Regions from separate parts of the Mus musculus genome. Here regions 2, 3 and 4 are each linked to region 1. Evidence: chromatin contacts called from public promoter capture Hi-C data. All regions are on one chromosome and are shown on one strand. Each heading gives the region's core, a stretch centred on a gene start, on an enhancer-like site or on the middle of the called end of the contact. The rest is flanking DNA. Distances are from core to core; before and after follow the strand shown.

Region 1 (2,728 bases), core at 135-2,634:
GAGAATGACCTCTTTCTAGAGCTACTGTGTACCCATGGCTTCTTTTCCATGGTGTGGTTCCCTGCCTCAACCAGCACAGTAAAGTCCTTGATTCCTGCATGTGACACTCAATTCTAAACCCACCAGCCCCCTGAGACTCTGTGATGATAGCTGTCTGGGCATTGTCTATTAGGTGGACAAGTGAAAGCTCTGGCCACATCGGTTATGATTTATTTTAATTGTCATTTTAGGGCACAGGTCTACTAGTTTGTTTGTTTGTGTCTTAGTTGGGGTTTCCGTTGCTGTGAGGAGACACCATGACCAAGGCAACTCTTATAAAGGCAAACATTTAACTGGGGCTGGCTTACAGTTTTAGAGGTTTAATCCATTATCATCATGGTAGGAAGCATGGCAGCATGTGGGCAGACATAGTGATGGAGAAGGGCCTGAGAGTTCTACATCTTGTTCCAACTGCAGTCAAGAAAGGCATCCTCAGGTCACTTGGGGGAGAGTCTCAAAGTTCACCCCCCACAGTGACACACTTCCTCTACCTCTCCTAAGAGTGCCATTCCTTGCACCAAGCATATCCAAACCACCACATTCTACCCCCTAGCCCCATAAACTTGTTCAAACATATGAGTCTATGGAGGCCATACCCAGATTAACAGAATGCAAAATATATTTAGTCCAACTTCAAAAGTCCCCATAGTCAATAGCAGTCTCAACAAGGTTAACTATCTGTTGTTCAACTGCAAACACACAAGCAATAAGCGTAGCTTGCTGAAAATCACCACTCCCTTAATCTGTTTATCTCCTCAAACACAGGATTTACCTACATCGCACTTCCCGATGCCCATTTTGTATTTTTCCTTTCTAAGCTTGCTACACTTGATCAAAACACTCTTCATGGGAGCGAACCAGAGGACAAAGTCTATGCTGGGCTTTTCTGAGACTTCTTCTGTCAATGCAATTAATCTGATTCTCTTTCTTTGCCTTCGCCTTAGCTTCAAGCAGACTCTTCAGACAAGGGCAAAAAGCAGCCACGTTCTTCAGCATAACTTCATAAGAATGTTCTCCAAGCAACATACTAAAATTCCTCTCCTCTGAAACCCCTTGAGCAAGGTCTGCACCATTCATATCACCCTCCAAACAAAAGCATGGTCAGGCCTATCATAGCAATACCCCAGTCTCTGGTACCAACTTCTGTCTTAGTTAGGGTTTCCACTGCTATGAAGAGACAAGGCAACTCTTATAAAAGCAAGCATTTAGTTGGGGTTGGCTTACAGTTTCAGCGGTTTAATCCATCATCATCATGGTGAGAAGCATGGCACTGTCTAGGCCGACTTGGTGCTGGAGAAGGAGCCGAGAGCTCTACAACTTGTTCCAACTGCAGTCAGGAGAAACTGACATCCTCCGGCCTCTAGGGGGATCTTAAAGGCCACCACTACAGTGACTCACTTCTTCCTACAAGGTCACACCTTCTAGTAATGCCACTCCCTGGGCCAATCCACACTACCACAGTTTGGCTTTGTTTTTATGAGACAAGGGTTCTCTGTGTAACCTTGGTTATTCTCAAACTCTAGCTGAAGACCTGAACTCACAGAGATCTGCCTACCTCTGCTTCCTGAGTGCTGGGATTAAAGAAAAGCCTGTGTCACCACCACCACCCAGCTTTTTTTTTTTTTCCAATTTATTTATTTTTATTTTGTGAGCATTGGTTTTTTGGTCTGCCTGCCTGTCTGAAGATGTCAGATCCTCTGGAACTGGAGTTACAGACAATTGTGAGCTGACATGTGGGCGCTGGGAATTGAACCCAGATCCTCTGGAAGAACAAACATTGCCCGTAACCACTGAGCTAACTCTCCAGCCCCTAACTGCTGCTATTTTTTTTTTAAAGCTTGCTACAAGCCATATGTTGCTACGTCCTGAGTATGCCACCCCATCCAGCTCACGGTTACCATATCTCTTGACTACAGCAAGAGGCCAGGCAGGGTAGCTGACAGGCAGGGCAGCTGACTGACATCATCTAGGCGTGAGTAGGCACACACTATTGTTTGCTCAATAGGAGAAGCACCCAATGGCACAATGATTTCCATCCTTAAGCAGAGATGGCTGTAATGTTTCTCATGCAATAGCTGATGAAGGTACAGAGGAACACAGAGGGACTCAAACCCACATACTATGGTAGGGGAGTGTGGGCATAAGAACCCTCAGACTCAAATCCCCAACACACACACACACACACACACACACACACACACACACACACACACACAGAGCAGCTAGGTAGTTTTAGACTTGTCCTTGACTTCATAGTCATATGGCCAACCGTGTGTGTGGGGGGTGGTGAATCTCAAAGAAACAAACTAAAAAGAAGAAACTGCCCTGATACATTCATTTGCTGCTAATTGGACAAACCCAGTCACATGACCATACCTAAGTGGATGGAAGTCTGGGAAATGTAGTCCTCCAGGGTTTTGTGTGTGTGTGTGTGTGTGTGTGTGTGTGTGTGTGTGTGTGTGGTGGGGAATACTGGAAGATGTATGTATCTTACCATGAGAAGACTGTTAACTGGAGCCTCAGAAGCACAGTACGTACAGTACGTAGTGGAGTCTGGAACATACATACACAACACCCACCTCCACCCACCCACCCACCCTCACTCACCCCCAGCCCCTCTTCTTCCAAACCCAGATAGTCTGGGATGTGCGATGACTTCTCTTGAGCCACCATGACCATTCCCATCGTC
Region 2 (2,728 bases), core at 64-2,563, 450 kb before region 1:
AGTAGGGAAAGCTAGGGACCAGGATGAAATCTCCAAGAGCTCGTCTGACATCTCCCCTACAAGCACAGCCTCTCCACCTCAGCCCCAGCCAGGCCTCCCCCCCCCCCCCGCGCCGGGAGCAAAGCAGTCCGGCCCCAAGTCCGTGTGGGAGCGTCCGCCAGGACCTGCGAGCATCAGGGCCCCCGCCGCTTGGCCTGCCCCCACCATCCTCAAAGTGTCGTCCCCCCACCCCGACCCTTGCACCCCCACCACCACTCAACCAGCCGCTCCAGACCGGCCCAGCGGCTCCTCCCCTCCCCCAGTAGCGCCGGCCGCCCCCTGGCCCAGCTCGCCCTGGGGACTCCCAGAGGCCGAGGGACCAGGTGGTGGTGGGGGACCCGGGTCCGGAGGGTGGGGCGCTCAGGTGAGGGCAGCTTCGGGCCGACGCCGCCACCACACAAAGGACCAGGGGCTCCCGCCGCCATATTGAAAACTTTCCTCCTCACACGACAACTCGCAAGTCCCCCACCCCCACCCATCACACACCCCCGCACCCCGAGAAGGAGGCGAGGACCAGCCACGGAGCCGTGCGGGCCCAGAGCCCTGCCTCCGCGCCCGCGTCTCAGCCGGGCTCGGGAGGACTCCCCAGCGACCACCCCGGCGGCTGCCAACCACTCCAGCCCGCACCGCTGCCGGGCGGTGCAGCGCACCAGCCCCCGGAGCCGCACCGACCTAGCCCCCTCCGGCCGCCCCGCCGGAGCCCGCGGTCCTCACGGCCCACATCCCACCCGGGACGGGGGCCCCCGCGCCTTCCTCCCACCGCCGCATCTCCGACCCTCGGAGCCACCCCAAACTTGACCGGGCCCGCGGGACGACCGCTCCCCGCCCCCGCGCCTCCGGCCTCCCGGGCCGCGCGTCCTCGCTCCCTCCCCCAGCCGCGAGCAGGATCCGGGGTGCTGGCTGACTCACCGGCGGCGGCCGCACCTTACAGATCCCAGTCTGCTCGGCTATGGGCCGGATCTTGTGGATGAAAGCGAAGGGGTCCGCGAACTCTTCCCAGCTCGGCTCGAAGACCGGACACTCGGGGGGAGGCAGGAACTCTCCCAGCGGGCCCGGGCCCCCGAGGGGCAGCGCCGGGCGCGGGCCTGGGGGCAGCGTGGTGGCCGGCTCCATCACCGCGACCTGGGCAGGGGCGAGCACAGGGCAGGCTCCGCAACCGCGGCAGCGAGCTCCGCTCCGTCCGAAACCCGTGCAGACGCACAGCTCGGGCGACAGGTCCGACTTCTACTAGCAACGGCAACACCTAGGGCTTTTTCAGCCTTCCTCCGACGACGTCTTGCCGCTACCCCACGCAGTGCTCCTCCGCCGCCACGGCGAGGAAAAAAGTCCCTGCTGCCACCCCGAGCCAGGTCTCGCCCCGCCCCCTAGCCGGGAGGGGCAGGGGCCTTCCGCCTGGGATGTTTATCCTTAATGCTTCAGTTAACCTCTGAAGTTTCAGAATTCTTCCTCTCAAGAAGTTAACAGTCTAGTAGGGAGAACAGAGTTACAATCCATCAATCACGTCATATATTTTGGCACGAAAGATTTGCTTAGTAAAACCCGAGAAGCAGAGTACTGAAATTGGAGGATTCTCCAGGTAGAGAAAACACCTTGAACACAAGGAGCAGCAAGGACAGACACATAGAGTAATGAGGAGAGCAATAACTCTTCGAGCACTTGCTTATCCTAGACACTGTGTAAAGTGCAAGTGCTTTTCGGGATTGTTTAGTCTGTGAGGGGATTAAGCATTTGACCAAATCCAACAGTTCAGTCTATTTACTGGAAAGTAGGGTTGTTGCACAGAAATCTACACATATACAAGGTTGGACTTGAGCAAAAGCATCTTGAAATAATCCAATCAAGGAATGATGGGGCCTAAATAAATTCAGCAGCGCTATAGGTTAAAGTGAAATTGTAGGAAATAAAAGTTAGACTAGGACGGGACCAGAAGAATAGCGTACTAAGGGTCTGACAGATGGCATCCCTGGGACAAGCATCCATGAGCATGTTCTAGGGAAGATGTATTCACCCCTGAACAGGCTGAGCCTGAGATGTCTCTGCTACAAAGATTTTCAACAGGCTAAAAGGTACAACAGGTCTGAAGGAAAGAAAGAGATCAGAGTGTTTCAGAGGAAGCAATGGAAGAGCTGAGAGGTTAAGTAACCATGAAATCCAAAGATGGGGGATGGCCCCAGAAAAAGTCAGGTCATAAGTAGAACTTGAACACAAACATAATTTCTTTTTTTTTTTTTTTGTTTTGTTTTTTCGAGACAGGGTTTCTCTGTATAGTCTTGGCTGTCCTGGAACTCACTTTGTAGACCAGGCTGGCCTCGAACTCAGAGATCCACCTGCCTCTGCCTCCCAAGTGCTGGGATTAAAGGCGTGTGCCACCACCGCCCGGCGATTTCTTTAATCTAGAAAGCAACCAAACTCGTGGAAAGACTGCCTGCCACTGTATAAGGAAGGATCAGTGGCTCCACAGCCCTCCCTTCAGAATAGACCATCACTCAGCCTCTGGGTTTAGATTTTAATAGGACTAATGTGACCTAGGCTGGCCTGGAACTCTCTACATAGCCAAAGATGACTCTGATCTCCTGATCATCCTCCTGCCTCTACCTCTTAAACGCTGGGATTACAGATATATCCTATCACACAGAGACCATGGTTCTTCAGCTTAAAAATGGAAAGAGTTAGAAGTTAGATGTGGTGG
Region 3 (2,728 bases), core at 96-2,595, 340 kb before region 1:
AAGGACTCTGGACACTCCCCCCCCCCCCCAAACTCTGCAACATGTATTTAACCAAAAACTGAGACAACTTGCTAAAGTAAATGCTTTTTGTTTTTAAAAGGTTTGCTTAAGCTAACATAGTTTCAAACTATGAGATGCAAGAAACTGGGGATTTGCTGAATTCTCAGGAGCTGAAGATTATGAAGATTTCCTAGTGTTCTAGCACAAGGCCCAGCCTGTGATTAAACTTTAAGATTTGTTTCATAAATGACAGTAACCTCAGGGCTGCAACTTTCCTCCTAGCACAAAGCCTGACCATATATTCACCATTCAAAAACTACACATTCTAGAACAGCTAATATGTAAATAGAGGGGTTCCATTCTAAATCATTCTAGAAGGAAGAAAAAAGGCAATGAGAGAGAGAGAGAGAGAGAGAGAGAGAGAGAGAGAGAGAGAGAGAGAGAGAGAGAGAGAAAGGAGTTCTCCCCTAAGAACACCAAGCTTACCATCAAGTATTAGGGAGACCTAGGTAGGCAAGGAGTTAGATATGCGGTAATCATGGAAGCTGCAACAGTATCTTGGTAGCTGTGTCTCCCGGTTAAGCAGGGACTACACTAAGGTTCCCATGGTCAAAATCTGTAAAACTGTATTTGGGATGTTCCACCAAGGCAAACGATACTTAACAAATTGCCAAAACCGCGTTAAAGGGTCTGCATTCTCAAAAGGCACTGGCTTCATTACAATGTGTTGGAGTTTCCAAATCTCCCACCCCATACCTTGCTTTTTTTTTTTTTTTTCAAGATTGCTGGGGATAAATGCCTTACAAGAGGAGGTGAAGACCACTATAATTTGGGAGGGAAAGGGAATTATCTTACCTTCATGCATGAATATACCTTACACCTCACTAATATTCTTAAGAAACTTCTTTAAAACCCCAATGCGCTACTGCCTACCTTCGGAGGAAGCCCACTCCAATCTTTGGAGTGTGTAGCTTTACTAAATAAACGTCCCCTTACTGTTTCTCAGCTGAATTCTTTCCTCCCAGGTTAAACCTTCTCCCGGGGCAGGCGGCAGCTGCTCCGGAGAAGCCGAGAAGGCAGCGCTATGCCTGCAGCGCCCCAGCTCATCTCCTACCGACCCGGGCTGGGGGGGGTACCCGGGTTGGGGGAAGGCCGCGCCCCCGGCTGAGGGCAGAGGGAAAGGCCGTGTGTCAGGGCCGCGCTCACTCACCAGGGCTCCTGGGCCGTCCGAGCCGAGGTGCTAGGCGCCGGGCTCCCAGGCGGCTGAGCAGCCGGAGCGCCGCCGCTGCCGCCCGGACCAGCCGCTGCGGAGCAGTCTCCGTGGTAAACTCCAGTCTCGGAGTACGGCGACCGCGCGGCATGATGACGTCACGCCACGGGAGGGGCGGGCCTCTCCTGGGTTACGTCACCTTAGGAGGCCGAGCCAAGAAGTCCTGCTTACCTGAGAGCTCAGAAAAAGAGACCTGAGAGTGGGTAGACGGGTGGGTGGGGAGTGCCGCGTGTGACAGTGCGCTGGAGGCCAGAAGGACCCAAGACTGGCGGTCCCCACGCGGTATGGCAGGCGCTAGGCTGCGTTCCTGCCACACTCGGGAGACCCACGGGGTTTCAGAGTTCTCTAGGTCGGTTTCTGAAGAATCAGGCTCCGCTTCACCATAGGGAGGACTTTCCCATCCCGGATAACCACAGGGTCCTAAATGTGCCTGTCACCATGAGGCGATTGCTTCCTTCACTCCAAGGAAAAGGAACTTGTGGATTGACTGAGCCACCAGAAATGGGTCGCAGTAGGGGAAACTGCAAAGACCCTTCTCAAAGAAGACGCCACAGCCATCTCCTCTCCTCTGACTCACCATGGTCGTTCATTAGTGCTGCGGTTCTTAGGACGTTTGCTTTTCGTTGATTTTGACTTTTTGCCTTTGGCTGAGAAGGGAAAGATGTTTCTTGTTCCAGTATAGATGAATGACTAATTGGATTATCCAGTTTTCCTTTGCACGGCGTTTGGTTCTTAGGGATAGTAAAGTGTAGTCAAGAGGGCAGCGTCTTCGTTTTACATAGTGTTTTCTTCGTGTCATAGCTTCTTGATCCCAAACTGTTCCTGACATTTAAATATGGTGGACAGAGTGCAGAATTGATAGAAAATGTTGAGGGCACTCTGGAAATAGTTGTTAAAATGATCAATGTAGATCTATTTTGTCTAGGTTTTGTAGTGTAGTCATCAGACTTCAGGGCAGGAATGCTTCCCCACCAAATCTGGACCCAGAACTACTACAGCAGATGAACTTAAGGTAGCTAGAACAGAAGCTAACGATCTTGGGCACCAGGCACATACATGGTGCTCATGTATACATGTAGGCAAACCATTTATGCACATAAAATCTTAAAATTACAAAACATATCTACTGGTTCTCCTGGTCTTCTCTGGCTACTTCTGCTTTTATATATGCATTTCCCCTAGTAACATCTTTGCCCTTTTTCTTTCATCTAGGCAAATGCTTTCCTGATGAGCAGAAAAACACACAAATTCTTTAAGAATTTCTGTGAGAGCTAGACATTACACGTGCATACCCACACTTGGGAGACTAAAGCAGGAGAGAACAAATTCAAGGGGAGAAAACAATAACAACTAAAGCTGAAAATGTGGCTGGCATGTGAAAGGCCCAAGACAGGTGAAGGTCAGAGGGTTGAGAGTTTCTTTGTTTTTGTTTTTAAGATTTTATTTATTTTATGTATA
Region 4 (2,728 bases), core at 165-2,664, 300 kb before region 1:
CGCAGAGGCTATGAAATTAAGGCTGCTTCCTTAATTTATCTTTCACACGGGTAAAGCCACTCATTTACTTCTTTCTCAAAAATCTTGTCGTTTCTGGGCTACTGTGAACACCCCAGCGGAGATTACCCTGCGGGAGTAGGTGCAGTGTTTGAAGGCCCACACCAATGTCTAATACTTCACTAATAACACCAGCTTTTGAAGACTGACTTCTCAAAGACCTTTCACAAAAAATGGACACAAAAACTACTTCTGTAATAAAGAAATGCAGTGGCTGCAGGCCGGGAACCCTGACATTGCAATCCACTTAGCGCCATCCTATCTGACTGAGTTCCTGGCAGTGGACTGATGCTATAAACTCTCAGGAACTGCGACTGCACCATCACAGCCTGCCCTGCATTATCAAAAGGAAAAAAAAAAAAAGCAGTGAGCACATCCCAACATGGCTTTGGTTCTGCAAAGAACCACCTATTGCCATCTTCGTTTGATTTACCACACAACTTAACTGCTGGGTTTTCTGGTCTGTCTGCTAAAGACCCGAGGGAAATAATCAGATTATTATTATAGAAGATCCCATGGTCTCTTAGTGCTCCGCTGACATCTGAAACTATGTAAACTGAAATTTGTCCAGCTTCTTCAACTACGAACCGCCAGAAACTGACGGCGAGCCACTTTATTTTCTTAAAAGCAAGTGCGAGACTCAAATTCTCAAACAAACCAGCATCCATCAACCCTAGATTTCTGAGATGAAATCTGGCCCTTCCCAACACTTCGGCATCTTGTTTACATTCTAGTTGAGTAGTACCTTAGGCCTGTCGAGTCTCCATCAACTTCCCGACCGACCCTATCCAGGAGGGAGCCCCGTCACGTTTGACCTGCGGATCGCGGTGGTGGCCTTAGGGTTCCCGGCCACCCAGGGCCGGTGTTCCCGCACCCAACTCGCAGGCTCAACTCCGGGGGTCGCCAGCAGGGCTGGAACGCGGCCGTCTACCGCGCGGCTGCGGAGACAGCACTCGCGGACTGCCGGGCCCCGACGGCGGCGAGCAGCCCCCCGAACGGAGGCGGTGCGCGGTGGGAGGGGCCGGAAATGTTTACGGAGGACCTTTCGGAGGGCCGGGCGGTGAGCGACGATCCAGGGGCGGGCCACTCCCGTGCTGTCCCCTCCAGAGCCTGCAGGGCCCGCGCCCCGCCCACCCCCGGGACACTTACGGCCTGGCTGGCTGCCTCTGCTGGGGGCCGCGGGCCCGGGCGCTACATCCCGCGGCACTGGAGGCGGCCTGCGGCCGAGGGGCGCCCGATCCTCAGCGCCCTGCCCGCGCCGGAAGGGCCGCGCGACCGCACGGCGTCACCTCCGCAGCCGCGTCACCTTCCCGGCGCTACCTCACCCGCTCCGATCCAGGCATTCCTGCGCGTGCCAATCATCAGGGCGCGCTCAGGCTCGCCCCGCCCCGCCCCTGATCTGACCAATCGCTGGCTCTGGCTGTCCCAGCTTGGCCCTACACTGGCGGACTGCAAAAGCCTCTTCTCCCGGCCTACGACGGGCGCGTGTAGGGGAGTAGGGAGCTGGGAGTAGGGAGCTGGGAAGGCAATCTTAGTTTCCCACCCCACGGCCTCGCTTTTCAGCTCCGAAACACTTTTTTTTTCCTTCTCTTAGTACTGGGAATTGTACCTCTAGGCAAGCCACTATATCTCTAGTACAGAAACACTTTTTCCCCCCTTTTTCCAAGACACGGATTCTCCGTGTAGCCCTGGCTGTCCCGAATTCGCCCTGTAGATTCGCCTCCCTAGTGGCAGGATTAAACAACGCCAACCCACACTTTTATTTTTGTTTGAGAAAGGGTTTAATTGTGCAACCCAGGTGAGCCTTGTACTCGAGGCCATCCTATCTCAGCCTTTCAAATGCTAGGATTTCAAATGTGGGCTACCATACAGCTCCGAAACTATTTCTATATCCATTTTCCAAATCCCTCCCTCTCTTCTTCTGGTATGCTATGTATGGAACGACTACCATGAATCTATTCACTCAACTGATTTAACTTTTGGTTCCTGTTATTTATCAGAAAGGGAGAAGTTATTTCAAACAAGCCTAGCTTGACAATTTTCTGTGCCAGTCCATGTTCCCATGTGACCCAGAGGGCACATCTTAGAAGACAATATAGTGTGCTTCTCTGCCGGAACTGAACCACACAATATAGTATTTTGGGAGTGTTCATTTTCTTATACTCCAAAAAACGATGCACAGCTGTTACTGCTCTAAATGCAAGAAAAGGTGACCAAATGCTAGATGGATGCCCCAGGAGAGTGAAGTCAACTTTGTTCTGGTTAAAAGCATAGACTCTGGGTTCTTGTAGATCCAGTTTCCTTCCCAAGCCAGCCGATCTTTACACATTACTGAGTCCTTCCAAATCACTACTTAACCTTGAAAACGAAGGGAAATGATGCTACTTTCAGGTCTGTCAGGACTAAGGACATTTCAGGTGCTACTTTCAGGTCTGTCAGGACTAAGGCAGTGTCTGCATGATGCCTGGCAAATGGATAGAGTTTCATAACAACTAGCTATTGTTAATATATTACCTGGGGCTGGAGAGATGGCTCAGCAGTTAAGAACACCCACTGTTCTTCCAGAGGTCCAGAGTTCAATTCCCAGCCACCCACATGGTGGCTCATAACCATCTTAATTGGATCTAATGCCCTCTTCTGGTGTGTCTGAAGAGAGCAATGGTATACTCAT

The links. Promoter capture Hi-C pulls out the DNA fragments that hold promoters and counts their contacts.
Region 2: a contact with region 1 is called in a promoter capture Hi-C map of neutrophils, with 3 times the contacts expected there. The contact joins the promoter of Kdm5b here to the promoter of Chit1 in region 1. A contact is called at or near these places in 1 of 39 promoter capture datasets (neutrophils) and 1 of 115 datasets of contacts at active chromatin or transcription factors (microglia).
Region 3: a promoter capture Hi-C map of hippocampal neurons shows a contact between it and region 1, with 4 times the contacts expected there. The contact joins the promoter of Klhl12 here to the promoter of Chit1 in region 1. A contact is called at or near these places in 3 of 39 promoter capture datasets (the C10 cell line, erythroid cells and hippocampal neurons), 5 of 484 Hi-C or Micro-C datasets (cardiomyocytes, cerebellum, cerebral cortex and 2 more), 2 of 115 datasets of contacts at active chromatin or transcription factors (effector CD8 T cells and embryonic limb bud) and 2 of 9 other capture datasets (adipose tissue and pancreatic islet).
Region 4: a contact with region 1 is called in a promoter capture Hi-C map of hippocampal neurons, with 5 times the contacts expected there. The contact joins the promoter of Adipor1 here to the promoter of Chit1 in region 1. A contact is called at or near these places in 11 of 39 promoter capture datasets (the 3T3-L1 cell line, 3T3-L1-derived adipocytes, the C10 cell line and 5 more), 2 of 484 Hi-C or Micro-C datasets (cerebral cortex and embryonic stem cells), 5 of 115 datasets of contacts at active chromatin or transcription factors (bone marrow-derived macrophages, embryonic forebrain, embryonic stem cells and 2 more) and 2 of 9 other capture datasets (adipose tissue and pancreatic islet).

What each region holds. Positions count from the first base shown.
Region 1 is chr1:134,109,898-134,112,625 of GRCm38.p6, reverse strand. It overlaps Chit1 (chitinase 1 (chitotriosidase)), which reads right to left and starts at 1,384. Exons shown (of 12, transcript NM_001284525.1): 1 at 1,264-1,384.
Region 2 is chr1:134,558,763-134,561,490 of GRCm38.p6, reverse strand. Kdm5b (lysine (K)-specific demethylase 5B) reads right to left here and starts at 1,313. Exons shown (of 27, transcript NM_152895.2): 1 at 949-1,313. The coding sequence starts at 1,152. It also overlaps a transcript of Mgat4e not described here.
Region 3 is chr1:134,454,148-134,456,875 of GRCm38.p6, reverse strand. It overlaps Klhl12 (kelch-like 12), which reads right to left and starts at 1,345. Exons shown (of 12, transcript NM_001311136.1): 1 at 1,211-1,345.
Region 4 is chr1:134,414,064-134,416,791 of GRCm38.p6, reverse strand. Adipor1 (adiponectin receptor 1) reads right to left here and starts at 1,414. Exons shown (of 8, transcript NM_028320.4): 1 at 1,207-1,414.